Linked DNA regions of Anas platyrhynchos: region 2 is linked to region 1. The links are chromatin contacts, called in public Hi-C maps. All regions are on one chromosome and are shown on one strand. The core of a region is the stretch at or near the end of the contact, and the rest is flanking DNA. Distances in the headings are between cores, read along the strand shown. Region 1 has its middle 74 kb from the start of TFCP2L1. Region 2 holds the start of TFCP2L1 (transcription factor CP2 like 1).

Evidence for each region. Hi-C and Micro-C count contacts between places; a contact is called where the count stands out from the background.
Region 2: a Hi-C map of liver shows a contact between it and region 1, with 2.6 times the contacts expected there. The contact joins the promoter of TFCP2L1 here to the enhancer-like site in region 1. A contact is called at or near these places in 3 of 8 Hi-C or Micro-C datasets (liver, skeletal muscle and subcutaneous adipose tissue).

Annotation. Positions count from the first base shown.
Region 1 is chr7:14,442,604-14,448,437 of IASCAAS_PekinDuck_T2T, reverse strand. No RefSeq gene overlaps it. Among named protein-coding and RNA genes, the nearest start is that of TFCP2L1, 74 kb to the left of the region's middle. Within about 2 kb of position 2,662, at least 1 of the 8 cell types and tissues checked has an H3K27ac peak or open chromatin away from gene starts, as enhancers often do. A contact at or near this core is called in subcutaneous adipose tissue, where this site is marked.
Region 2 is chr7:14,515,736-14,521,569 of IASCAAS_PekinDuck_T2T, reverse strand. It overlaps TFCP2L1 (transcription factor CP2 like 1), which reads left to right and starts at 2,300. Exons shown (of 15, transcript XM_005017516.5): 1 at 2,300-2,504. The coding sequence starts at 2,443.

The DNA of each region.
Region 1 (5,834 bases), core at 1,413-3,912:
AAATCACTCCTGGGTACGCATGGAGATGTGCCAGGCTTCACACCAGCCCAGAGCATCCCGGAGTGCTGGGAAGCTACCAGATAGACCAGATCAGCCCTCTGTGATCCACGTGCCAAGAGACAGCAGCAGGAAGGAGACCTCAGGCAGCACAACCACGTACAGAAACTGAGTTCTCAGCCCAAGACTTTCACTGGCATCACTCATCCTAGCAAATCAAATAAATATATAGGAAGATGCAAGGGACATTTTGCAAGTTTTCTGCAAAATCCTGAAAGGAACATTCACATGTGGACACATATGGATCGGAGAGACCAGCTCTGCCACTGACGGGAGCTGTTGGCTGACAGGTGAGATCCAGCACTGTAGTTGCCACGTGAAGGAGAAGGGTTGTGAGGTAGTCAGGTGTTTGTATGGTGCGAGATGGGTTATTTACAGCACATATCCATCCACGGACCTGTGTTTTCTTCAGCACAAGAAAAATTGGTCAGTTTTTGGGCTTGCAGGTCTGAGTCTGCCTGAAAATGGTGCTTCCCAACTGCTGCCCATGGGACCATCCCCATCCCAGCTTCAAGCCAACTTTTCAGCGGCAGTCAGGGACCATCACCTTTATGAATCAATTCATTGATCCATTTCTGAATGGGAGCATTAGGTTTCCCTGTTCCTGGTCACCCTAAGATCTGGGTGGATGCTGTCTGTGGCTGGGTGACATCTCTGAAGCCCAAATGACCCAATGGCCAGCCAGGCCAGGCAGATTTTTGTCTCCAACAACTGCTTGCAAGAAGCCACCTTGCCAGGGCACACATGGACTTCTCGGAAGGTGTTGCACTGGAGTCTCTTCTAATGAGCTGTGGGATCTGGGAGCTGTGCATTAGGCTAATCTTTCCAGGAATTTGACTTGAAAGATTACTGCATTTCCAAGTATGGGACTTGCCCATGCAAACGAACAGCTGGGTGTCTGAACTTCTATCTGACTCTATTTATTCTAGATGTTTAATGGCCCTTGTTCCCGCAGAGCTTTTTAAAGTCCAGCATAATGTCGGACGTGCCGAATGCCATAAAAAAAAAGGCTCATCAATCTTGACAGATTTTTGTCTGGCACTTGTAAGTCAGCCCTGGAGACTCGGCCCTTTTATGAGCGTACTGTGTGCTTTTAAACGCATATATAAGGACACTGAGGCATGAGGTTTGCATTTGCTTTGCACTGACCCATGCCTGCAAGTGAACCAGCTGCATAAAGCACGCAGTGACGCTGTGCTCCCCTGCTGCTGATGGTAGGGCTCCCCCACCCTGCCAGGGCCACCTGCCAGCAGCCCTGCGCCCCAAATCTCTGCAGCCTGGGGCTGAAAACATGCTAATGGGGACACCAGCCCCCTGCCATGGAAGGACAGCTCGTCTCCTGCCAGACCTTGCTGCTGCCACTGTCACACCCAGGCCCCATCCTCTCCTCGCCATCCGACTTTTTTTTACCATTCCTGCCCACCAGCGTACCGCAGCCATCAAAACAGACATTCCCGGGGAAGTTGTGCAACTGTCACGGCTTAATCATTAACTGGGACATTCTGGCTGCTAATTTTTTAAACTTTATTTCTGTATTTTGTGAGGGGAGGTGCTCGCTGGACGGGCGGGCTGGAACGCGTGCGGAGGCCTGGCGCTCAGGCGTGCACCGCAGGCTAATCTGTGCCTTCTGTTTGTGGCACGAACCGCACCGTGTACACAGGGCTGGCCAGAACTGAAAGCAGGGCTTCAGTGACCAAGCAAGTGAAACTGGCTGTTACTCACAAGGAGCTCTGGTTTAGCTGGCTGGAGGTGCTGGCTGAGAGGTGCTCTGTGTGTGGCAGTGCGTGCTGTGATGTGCTGCTGGCTCTCACCACAAAGAACCTGCCCTTGTGATGGGCAAGGCAAAGGCAACAGGGCTGGGACTTGGGCATCTGCATGTTGGGTTGTCACACTGTGATCCAAACCCCCACCAAGGTGCGAGGCTCCTCAGAGAAACACTTGGGCTGGGGCAGTGTGGGGAGTTGGGCGGTCACAGGGCTAACAATGTGGATGGGGTTTGCTTCCTGTGGCGCATGGGTTGGTGGCTTGTTCACTCTGGCTTTGAGCTCTCTAAGCCTGGTCCTGGCTACAAGTGGTTGGTGGGGAGGTGACCCCTGCTTCCAACTTCATCCCGCACTTAGGGCCATGTCTTGTTATTCATCATGTCTTGGTTTGAGTCAGTATTTCAGCTATCCAGGTTAATTTCAGAGACAAGGAGATTTGCAGCACTGAGATGACATGGATTCATCAGCAGAGCAGCAGTCCAAGTCCTTGCTCCTTTCGTTACTCCCCATGTCCCACAAAGCAGTGTGAAGGTCACTCCTTCTCAAGGAGAAGGTAGGAGCAGAGGTGACAGCTGTCCCCAGGGCAGCACCAGGAGGGGAATCCAGGTTCCTGGCTCATCTGCCTTGTCCTGGTTATCATCCTGATATCCCTGGGACCAGGAACGGTGCAGCAAGGTTAAAGCAACGTATATAGCAGTCAAAATATACTGAACAAAGAGTAGTTCAGTCTAGCAAACAATCTCGAGCTCCACAAAGAAGTATTTGGACAGTTTCTGCTGTTGGTTACAGCCGTGGCACACCATGGCTTCCCAGTGAAGTCACTGAGCCCAGCTGGGTGTAGCTGAGGGTGGTGCTCGTATTGTCTGGGCTAAATGTCAGCAAGGAACAGCAGCAGTCGAACGAGCAGGATTTCTAAGCATTTCCCTTCTCCCGGTCTCACACAGCCCTTGTTCTTGGATGGCTGAGGTAAAAAGACAAGGGCAAAGTTATTTTAGATGGAAAGTACCTAAATGTTTTGTTCTTTGTACATAGGAAAGAGCCGAAATGAGCTCTGGGTCTTGTAAACATCAACACCCAGTGTTCTGTGTATATAAACCAGCTGCTAGGAAAGCTTGATGAGCTTTAACTCTGCTTTGAGTTTAAGGGACAAACAGGATGCATTGCTTAGCCCACAGAGCTCCAGCCCATGCTCCTGCAGACGTCTGGGGTTTTAGGCATTGCCTGTGTGCATCTGACCTGCAACTTTGCTGGGAGTGGGCTCCTCTGCCACACCAGAGCCTGGACTTGTGGGCACTCCTCAGCCACTTTGGTGCAAAGTCGGCTCTCATGGCCGAGGATGGACTTCTATCTCCTCTGGGCACCACCAGCCTGGTGGCAGTGGTGTGCTGGTCTTGCACTGGAGCAGGGTACTGCTCCACATGCTCCAGGTAAACTCTGGCAGCACCAGTGCTGAGCCAGGGACTGAGGACAGGCAGACAGGCAGTAAATGTCCACAGCTTCTCCTGCTGGACCCAGCAGGGATGGTTGCTCTTGGACTTAAGAAGAGACCTGCACCCTGGTTAGTTATTTCTCCTACTTAACTCCTTTATCAGCTTGCAAATGAGTAAATGTCCAGGAAATCCAGGTTTTGAGTCAAATCATTCATGATAGCTCATAAACCTGAACCTTCACCCATGGAGAGGATGGGCTTAATGGACTCTTCATGTCCACCATGTCAGGCTTCCTACAGCTGTGGGTGGATTATGTGCAACCAAATTGGGTTGGGTGTCCAAGGTTTCTTGGCTGCTACATCCACTAGTGGTGATATGAGAATTTGTGTAAAGTGCCTGGTCCTAAGTCTTCCCACAAACTGTGACCCTGAATTTAGGCCAGATATAAAATCAGAGACCTTTCTTAACCCTGACACAACTTTGTCAATGTCACATGTAGGACAGTTATTCTCCAGCAGATAGCCCTGCACGTGTTCTGAGGAGGGCTGCTGCCAGATGAGGGTGGGTAAGAGCAGGACTCCAAGCAGGTAAGGACTGGTATATTTACATTGCATATTTTGCTAATGTTGGTCTTCAAATTTTGCCCTGTTGCAAAATTTGCTGCAGGGCTGCTTCTGCAACTGTGAGCGAGCCAGCAGCTGGAGCCTTGTGTCCAGGACAGGGGTTCATGAACTGCTGTCTAGGAAACTGTTCAGCACTTGGGAAAAGTTTCATTTTCCATACTTGCTTTTTAATTTTTTTTTTCAACATGTTCTGAAACATTGCTCCTAACTAGGTACTATTAAAACTAGATTCTTTCTTACTATCCTTTACATGGGATCAGTTAAGACTTGGTTTCTCAGTCTTCAACTGCAAATTTGCTATGAGGACCAATATAACCATGTCAGTAGGAAAAGGGTAGAATTCTATTTTGGTCTTAACCTGTCCTACCAGTTAGCATAGGTACAGTTACATATTTATAGAAGTACGTGAAACTGGACTTAATTTATGTTCCTTTTACATAAGATTGAACTCTACTGGCATACATGCATTTATAAACTGTAAGTACACTAGCAGGGGGAAAGGAAGGGGAGAACTTGTACTGTCCTCATCAGACCGGCATGTTTATAGGAAGACACCTTGCACACATAGGGAAAAATGCAAAGCTACAATTTCCCAGGTCACAAAATGATGTTGGTCAGGTTTCTTGCTCTCTCAGTTGTCATATCTGTTGGGAGTCTGGCTGTGATGCACCTACAGCAAAGCCAGGCTCTGTGCAGGACAACACTGTCCACAGTGCATACATTGCTTGGAGCTCTTCTGCAGGCCTCTCCTGCTCCCTTCTGGTGAAGTCTTGAAATCCAGACCAGATTTTCTCCACATCTGTTTGATATTAGGGTTGCAAGTCTCAGCAGTTCTATGGTCAACACAGTCCTTGACATAGGGTATTTTAAGAAATATGGGGCATGCTGCGTGTGCCCTATCAGCAAGTTGAACCACTCATGGGTTCCGTTTCTGCTTACTCTTCAGGGGGAGATCCACAAAGCTTCATGGTAGCCAATATATATATATTTTAGAGATTTTGAGGTCTTCAGAGGATGTGTCACAGTAAGGATCACATTTATAACAATTCGTATAGAGACAGGTTATGCCTCACAAGACATAAGGACATTTAAAGTAATCAAGTACTGCCTATTGCACATTTAGTACTGGCTGCTTTGTCAGTGTGCTTACTGTAGACAAAAATTAAATATACTGTCAAATTAAATGAAAGAGCACTTATAATCATGTTTGAATGGTGTTTACAGATGAAGCTCTTACCCTAACGTGTTTTATGTACTATTCAGCTGCTCTGAGTAGTTGAAAGAGACCAGTGAGGACCTGGGTAGAATCATCATCCCCTTCGGTGGATAGGGAACTCCAACACAGAGACACAACACTGTAGGGTCTATAAGAAGCTAAGGTCACAGAGGGAGCTCCAGGTCCTCTCCGGAGCCATCAGCCCTTGAGCCAGTCACAAGAATTCTCTAATTGTTTGGGAAAAAGGACTCTACTGCTCTCAGCTTCGGGGTCTCTCCCTTGTGTGGCCAGTACCACTGTCCCAGCTGGGCCTGGAGGGCTGCCTGGTCGGCCAGGCTGTAGGTGCTGCCTTAGGTGCACATCGCAGCACCTCTGCTCCAGGGACATGCAGAGCTAATCCCTGGCTGGGTGGAGCTCTGCAGTTCCCAGGGTGAAAAAAAATCAGCTTTATTTGTAATCAGAGTTCTTACCTGTACAATGGGCAACCCTAAACAAAGGGCAGTTAAAAAGAAGCCCAATGTTTATTACCTAACATTGTGTTAAACCCCATCGTGTTTAACCTAAACATACAGCTTTTGCAGGGCATGACTCAGGCCTTTGATCACTGAGACTTGACAACAGCAGGTAAATTAGCAGGTTGCAATACAGGAAACCTTTCCTAGAATGTCACTTTGCTGATCTTGTTGCAGGGTTAGGACCTGGGACAGGTATATTTTGCAAGAACCTACCTATGTAGTGAACAAAC
Region 2 (5,834 bases), core at 1,051-3,550, 73 kb before region 1:
TTTACAGACTTAAAAACATAGTTCATCTTTATGTCAGCTTGAACTAACAGCCATGGCAATTGTGTGTCCAGGCACAAATGTCCACACAAAAAGATACCTATTTTTAAAATATTTTTTTCATGCAAAAATACCCCAAAGTGTCTTCACAGTATTACCTCAAGTAGAAAGTACATCAAACAAAATATTCACTCAGTCACTTTTATTCATATGAACAAAGCATTTTACTGTGGCCAACTGAACATGCATCTAAAAGGAGAGATGAAGAGCAGACAGCACATTAGAGGGAAAGAAAGACTTTATCTGGGAGTGTGCAGGAGAGTGAAGGGAGGTTCATGTGAGAAAGCTGCAGCAAAGGAGATTTCTTTCCTTAGGGGCTGTAGTAAGGAAAGAGGAAGAGCTGGTGCTGGGTGATTCAGGGAGCCCCAGAGGGTAGCAGAGAAGGACTTGGGCCGTGTGATGTGGTGGATTTTGAAAATAAGGAGAGGGTTCCTGATGCTGCGATGCAAAATTCCACACTGGAGAAGGAGCAGAAGTTAGACCAGAAGAGGGCTGAGATTTATTTCAGAAGAGGTAGACAAAGAACAAAGATGTAATTTTATCAACAGATTTGTCCTTACAGGAAGATTTCGAAGATGGGGGTGCTGGTGGAGACTTCGTGAAATTAATTAGCAGACCTAACCTTGTTTTCTACATTCAGCACAGACCAGAGAGGAAACAAAGCCATTTTAATGCCATTTTCCTTCCAACACATTTACTTTCTAGAAAGAGAGCAAAGAAAATATTGACATGCCAGACTTGATGGGATCCTTCATTTGGAACAGTACGGTCATTTATTCTTCAATTGGACTGCATATTTCTCCAGTCGGCACAGCAAAATGCTCAGAACTGTGGAAGAATATTTATTGTTTAGAGAGTCCTTGGACACCTCCACAAACTTTGTCTTGCTTCTCTGACCAGGAGCTAAATTTAGGCACTTTGTTCAATTGAGGTCCAAACAGCTGTTGTGTGAGCAGAGCTAAGTATTTTTAAGGGTATGAGACAGTTACAACATAACTTGAGCCATCTTGCTTTGAAAGAAGCAGGTGTGTGTCTAGCTGTATAGTAGCAGAGGAAAGAGAAACTACCTTAAAGGCATGTTTATTTCTGCTATTTCTCAGTGATACTGGCAAAGATTGGCAGATTTAAATAATATCTCTTAAATACTTGAAGACTCATAGCACCTCTGTGAAGCTGCTTGGTTACCCTTCAGGTTACCTCGTTCTGCTTGTGATGCGCGTGGATATCAGTTGCTCATGACTATAGGTGCACTGCATTTAACTTTCTGGGGCTGGACCTAATGATGATCTATGGGTGCTGTGACAATATAGATACTCTAATCATGGCAGGATAATACAAATTCCACCTGACAATGAAACGTTGCTAGCTCGGCTGTGAAGCATGGCAGTCCACAATGATATATGCCGACAGCTACATTGGCAAATTGCTGCAAGCAGCAAGTTACGTGCGTCAGCTGCCTTTTTCTCAGTTGAAACTTGACCAGGAAGCCTTCCACAAAGCAGATCAGAAGATGTTTAATGACTCGGAGTAATTAAGAGTTTGTTTTCCATTTCTGCTGGCGGATAGACAATAGGACATGGCCAAACAGCAAACCCCCTCCACCCTCTGGCTCCCCCTGTCCCAGCTATCGAAGGATCGGTGGGACAGGAAAGTGCGATGAGCGGGCACCGTGAGTGAGGGACGTGATGGGTATGGGAAGATGGGGCTGTGGTGCCACATAGCTTGGGCTCAGGCCTTGAGATGAGTCCTGTGGCCATGAGGCTGGTCCTGCACCAGCGCTTTGCCTGCTGAAGGCAAGTTCACGTTAACATGAGGTGAAGGCTCCTCACTGCATGAGGCAGTGAGGAGTGAAACCCATCATCTGTCCTTAATTCAAAGCACGGGGACTTTCAGGGGCCTCAACTTCACACTTGGCCTCACTGAGGCCAACCAGGGCAGCAGGGACATCGCCGCGGTCGCTGTGACAGGGCAGGGATGACAGCCGCCATGTCGCGACAAAGCTGCGAGCTCTCCCCCGTCCCTCAGCGGGCTGCCCCGGGCCCCCGCTGCCGCTCTCTCCGGCCGGGCAGCGCCTTCCTCAGGGCCGCCCTCGCCGCTCCTCCCGCTCCCGCTGCCGGTGGCGGTGCCGCCGCCCTCAGCCACCTGCGGCCGGGCGAGGCGGAGCGGAGCGGGGCGGGCCGGGGGAGGGCTCGGCCGCCCTCCAGCGCCCAACGCAGCCAACCCGCGCCGGCCGGGGCCGGGCCATAAAAGCGCCGGGAGCCGGCGGGGCTGCGGCCGGAGCTGGCGGGAGTGGTGCCCGGGGTGTCTCGGGGTGGGCAGCCCGGCTGGCCCCCAGCCTTCGCCGCCTTCCCCCAGCGCCAGCAGCGGGCCCCCTCCCCGCCCAAGATGCTGTTTTGGCACACGCAGCCGGAGCACTACAACCAGCACTCCACCGGCAGCTACCTGCGGTGAGTCCCGGCGTGAGCGCGGCTTTGCCCGCAGGAAAAAAAAAACAAAAAAAAGCTCTTTCTGGGAGGTGTGGGCTTCCTCTTGCTCCTGTCTCCCTCCCACGGTAACATCGCCACGGACGACTTGCCGGGAGCTTCGCCCCGAGCCCCCCGCCGGCTCCCTGCGCCCCGGGGGCTTTGGCTGGGCTCCGGGGGGGAGCCTGGAGAAGGGCTCGCAGGGCGCCCGCTTTGCTCAGGACGGGCTTTCCGCCTCTTCTTGTTGGGACCAGGAGCGAAAAGCTCTTAATTTCACTTTCTGAACTTGTCTAAACCAGCTTTTTCCTGCCTCCACACAGGCGCGTTTAATTAAATGTGCCTAATTTAAGCACAAGGGCCGCCGAACAATAGTCCGCAACATGTGTTAGCGCAAACTCGTATTTCCTCCCTCCAGAAGACAACAAAGCAGGCAACTTTGGGAGTTTCCTTTCTGCTGGGTGCTTACGAATTATTTTTCTCGGGATGTATAAGGCCGGGCTCTCAGCTGGTGTCGATTGCTGCTGCTCTGCTGGAGCCCCATTGCACTGATGGGCAGCAGTGGAGGCTCTGTGGTGGCCCAAGAGCTGTGCTTTCCAAAGGCACCCCAAATAGCTGCTCCCGAGAGATGGCCAGCTTGTCTGGCGAAGCACCTCACACACCGATAAGGCTGCTCTTTCAATGCGACATGCAATCGTTACAATTCCTGCTCCTTATCAGTACTTGCAAAGGAATTTTTCAACCTAATAATCACTCGCCGTTATCAAATGATAGGGTAGCGTGAGGTTCTTGCTTGCCAGCAGCCTTCCTCGCTTCTTCATCCAGGGTGCTTTGCCTCCTTCCTCTACCCCAGTGAATATTTTAACAGTGTGCTTGGGGCAGAAGTCTTGTGCTCTGTGCTTGCAAAGCTGGTGAGGACAGTGAGAGCAGCAGTAGCAGGCAAGCCTCAGCCCTGCAACTTGTGCCTACAGCTGCTGTGATAGCTCTTGTGCTGCTCAGGTTGATCCAACACTATGGGTTTGTAGCATCCGAGTGCTACAAGATCATCGAGTCTGGGTCAGGCTTGAGCCCACAGTTCAGCTTCCTTTGAACTGGCCAGGAAAGACATCTGGTTATTTCTGCTTGATGCTAGCAGTTGTGGGGTTTGTGCTCTGGCAGGAAGGCTGCTGGTGTACAGGTAACCTGCCGGTGCTCCAGCAACAAGTGTCACCTTTAGTGAGCACTTGCCACTGTGATCTGGGGCTAAAAGCCCTACAACCAGATTTATGGCAGCATTAAGTGATAGCCTCAGGCATTTCGGGGAAGGTCAGTTGAACAAAACACTTTTTTTTTTTTTGTGGAGACCTCTAATTCTGACTAACTGATGGGAGGATGTCAAGGCATGTTTCTGGAGAGGGACGCTTTGTTTTGGGCTGTGACTTTGTGAGGGCTGTCTGTACCCTCCGGTTGAGACTGTGCAGGGGAAGCTGAACTGGTACAGTCCTTGAGGTAGCTATGGGAAAAGTTTGTGTGGATTATAATTTTGTAAGGATCAAGGGCTTTGTGCATATCTGAGACATCTGTGTAAACTCTGGCATACCTCAGTGTGATGCGGTTGCAGTTGGTATTTGTAATTATAGCAAGACAACGCTACAGATAAATTCTTGCAAGTCTTCCCTCACTTTCATAGAAATGTATGTATTTTGATCTCTGCTCTGCCAGCTGGCTGAGCCATCTATCTTGCAAACCTTCTCCCTTTCCCCAGGTAAGTGGACCAACCTTTAGTGAAGATGAGAACACTAAAGCTTTAGCATGAAGATGAAACTTGGGAGAGTTTTAAGGTTCTCCTCCTTCCCCCTGCCCTATTTTTAAGGGATTTTTCAGGGGGAAAAGGATGTTGTTTTTTTTAAATTGCTTTTTCCAAAACTTGATTTGTAGCTCTTGTGAAGGGAGTTGAACAAATATTGGTGTCTTATTTGCTTACACATTAGAAATCCTTTTAACCCTTGACCTATTGTTCATGTATTCTATGTTCCAAACAGTTCTAGTAACATGAAATGTTTCATGAGGGTTTGATCCAAAGTTCGGGATACCAGTGGCTGAAATGCTACAGGAATAAGAAGGTGACTTATCTGCACGGCTTCATTAGTGCTTTCATATGGTTAAGCTGTCCAGCAACTAAATCACGTATCTGTCAGTGCTTACAGTCATCAACTATCAGACAGCTGTTCTGGTGACTGTGGGGGTGTTAAGAGCTTGACATGAAATATAGTGTTTTGGATTTCGACTTCCCCTTGTCTAAGTTTCTCAACCGTTTCAGCAGAAGGGGAGGAATTGGTATACCTCGCTGTTAACCCTGGGTCAGATTTTGCATGCTCTTTATTTCTGCAGAGCTGCTGAAGTGCTCAGGCTTGAGAGCTTTTGGTCTGCTCTCATCCGTGAGGCAGCGTGCATTCCTCTAGCGCTGCGCAGAGGAGTGCGTTGGGAGCAAATGTTGGCATCCGGGGTGAGCGAGATGGCTGGAGCAGTGTCAGATCCTGCATGTGTGTGGAGCAATGGTATCTATTTCAGAAATCTACTGGAGGCATTTCTGTCACTTCATTACTGTAGTAAATCATCATTAAGGGGAAAAAAATGCAACCTCTCTATGGTTGCAGTTGGGTAAGAGCAGTGGTTATGTCAGTAATGCCAGTAAGCGAACGGGGCTGGGTGCTTTCAAGCTGGTGATAATACGGAGGGGGTGCACTTGGAAGAGGGAATGGAAATAGATGGGTGTTTCTTTTCTCGTGAAGTGGCACGGTTTGCTCTCTGGCTTTATTTCTCCATAAACAGGAGCACCTGAAGCAGGCACTTCAGCAGCTTGCTATAAACTGCTGCACCACTTCACTGCTGACCTGGGTAGCCTTCAAGGTCGCGGGTGTTATGAGTGAATGCGAGGTGGATCATTAACTGAACAGGCAAGGAAAAATTCTTGACGCTCTTTCCATAGGCAGCATGCCTGTATGCACTGGCATTCTCCTGAGCAGCTTTTCTGGAAGCTTTTGGTGTATGGGGATTACTGAAAGGAGCAGAACTGCAGCCGATGCGATGGGGATTCGGAGTCTTCACACATATGGAGGAAGCAGAGGAAAAGAAACCTGATTGCGTATTCTGAACTGTGTTCAATATAATCCTCCTAATTTGGAAGGGTATTAATGTCTTAAGTAGCTAGATACAGTGATCTGAAATGCTAGAGATGCAGGAAAGGCTAATGGGGCTCTCCAGCATTAGACGTGCTGAGATGAGGGTGCTTGTTCCTGGCATCTTTCTGTGCTAATCATTCTGCTGTGCTGCCAGCCT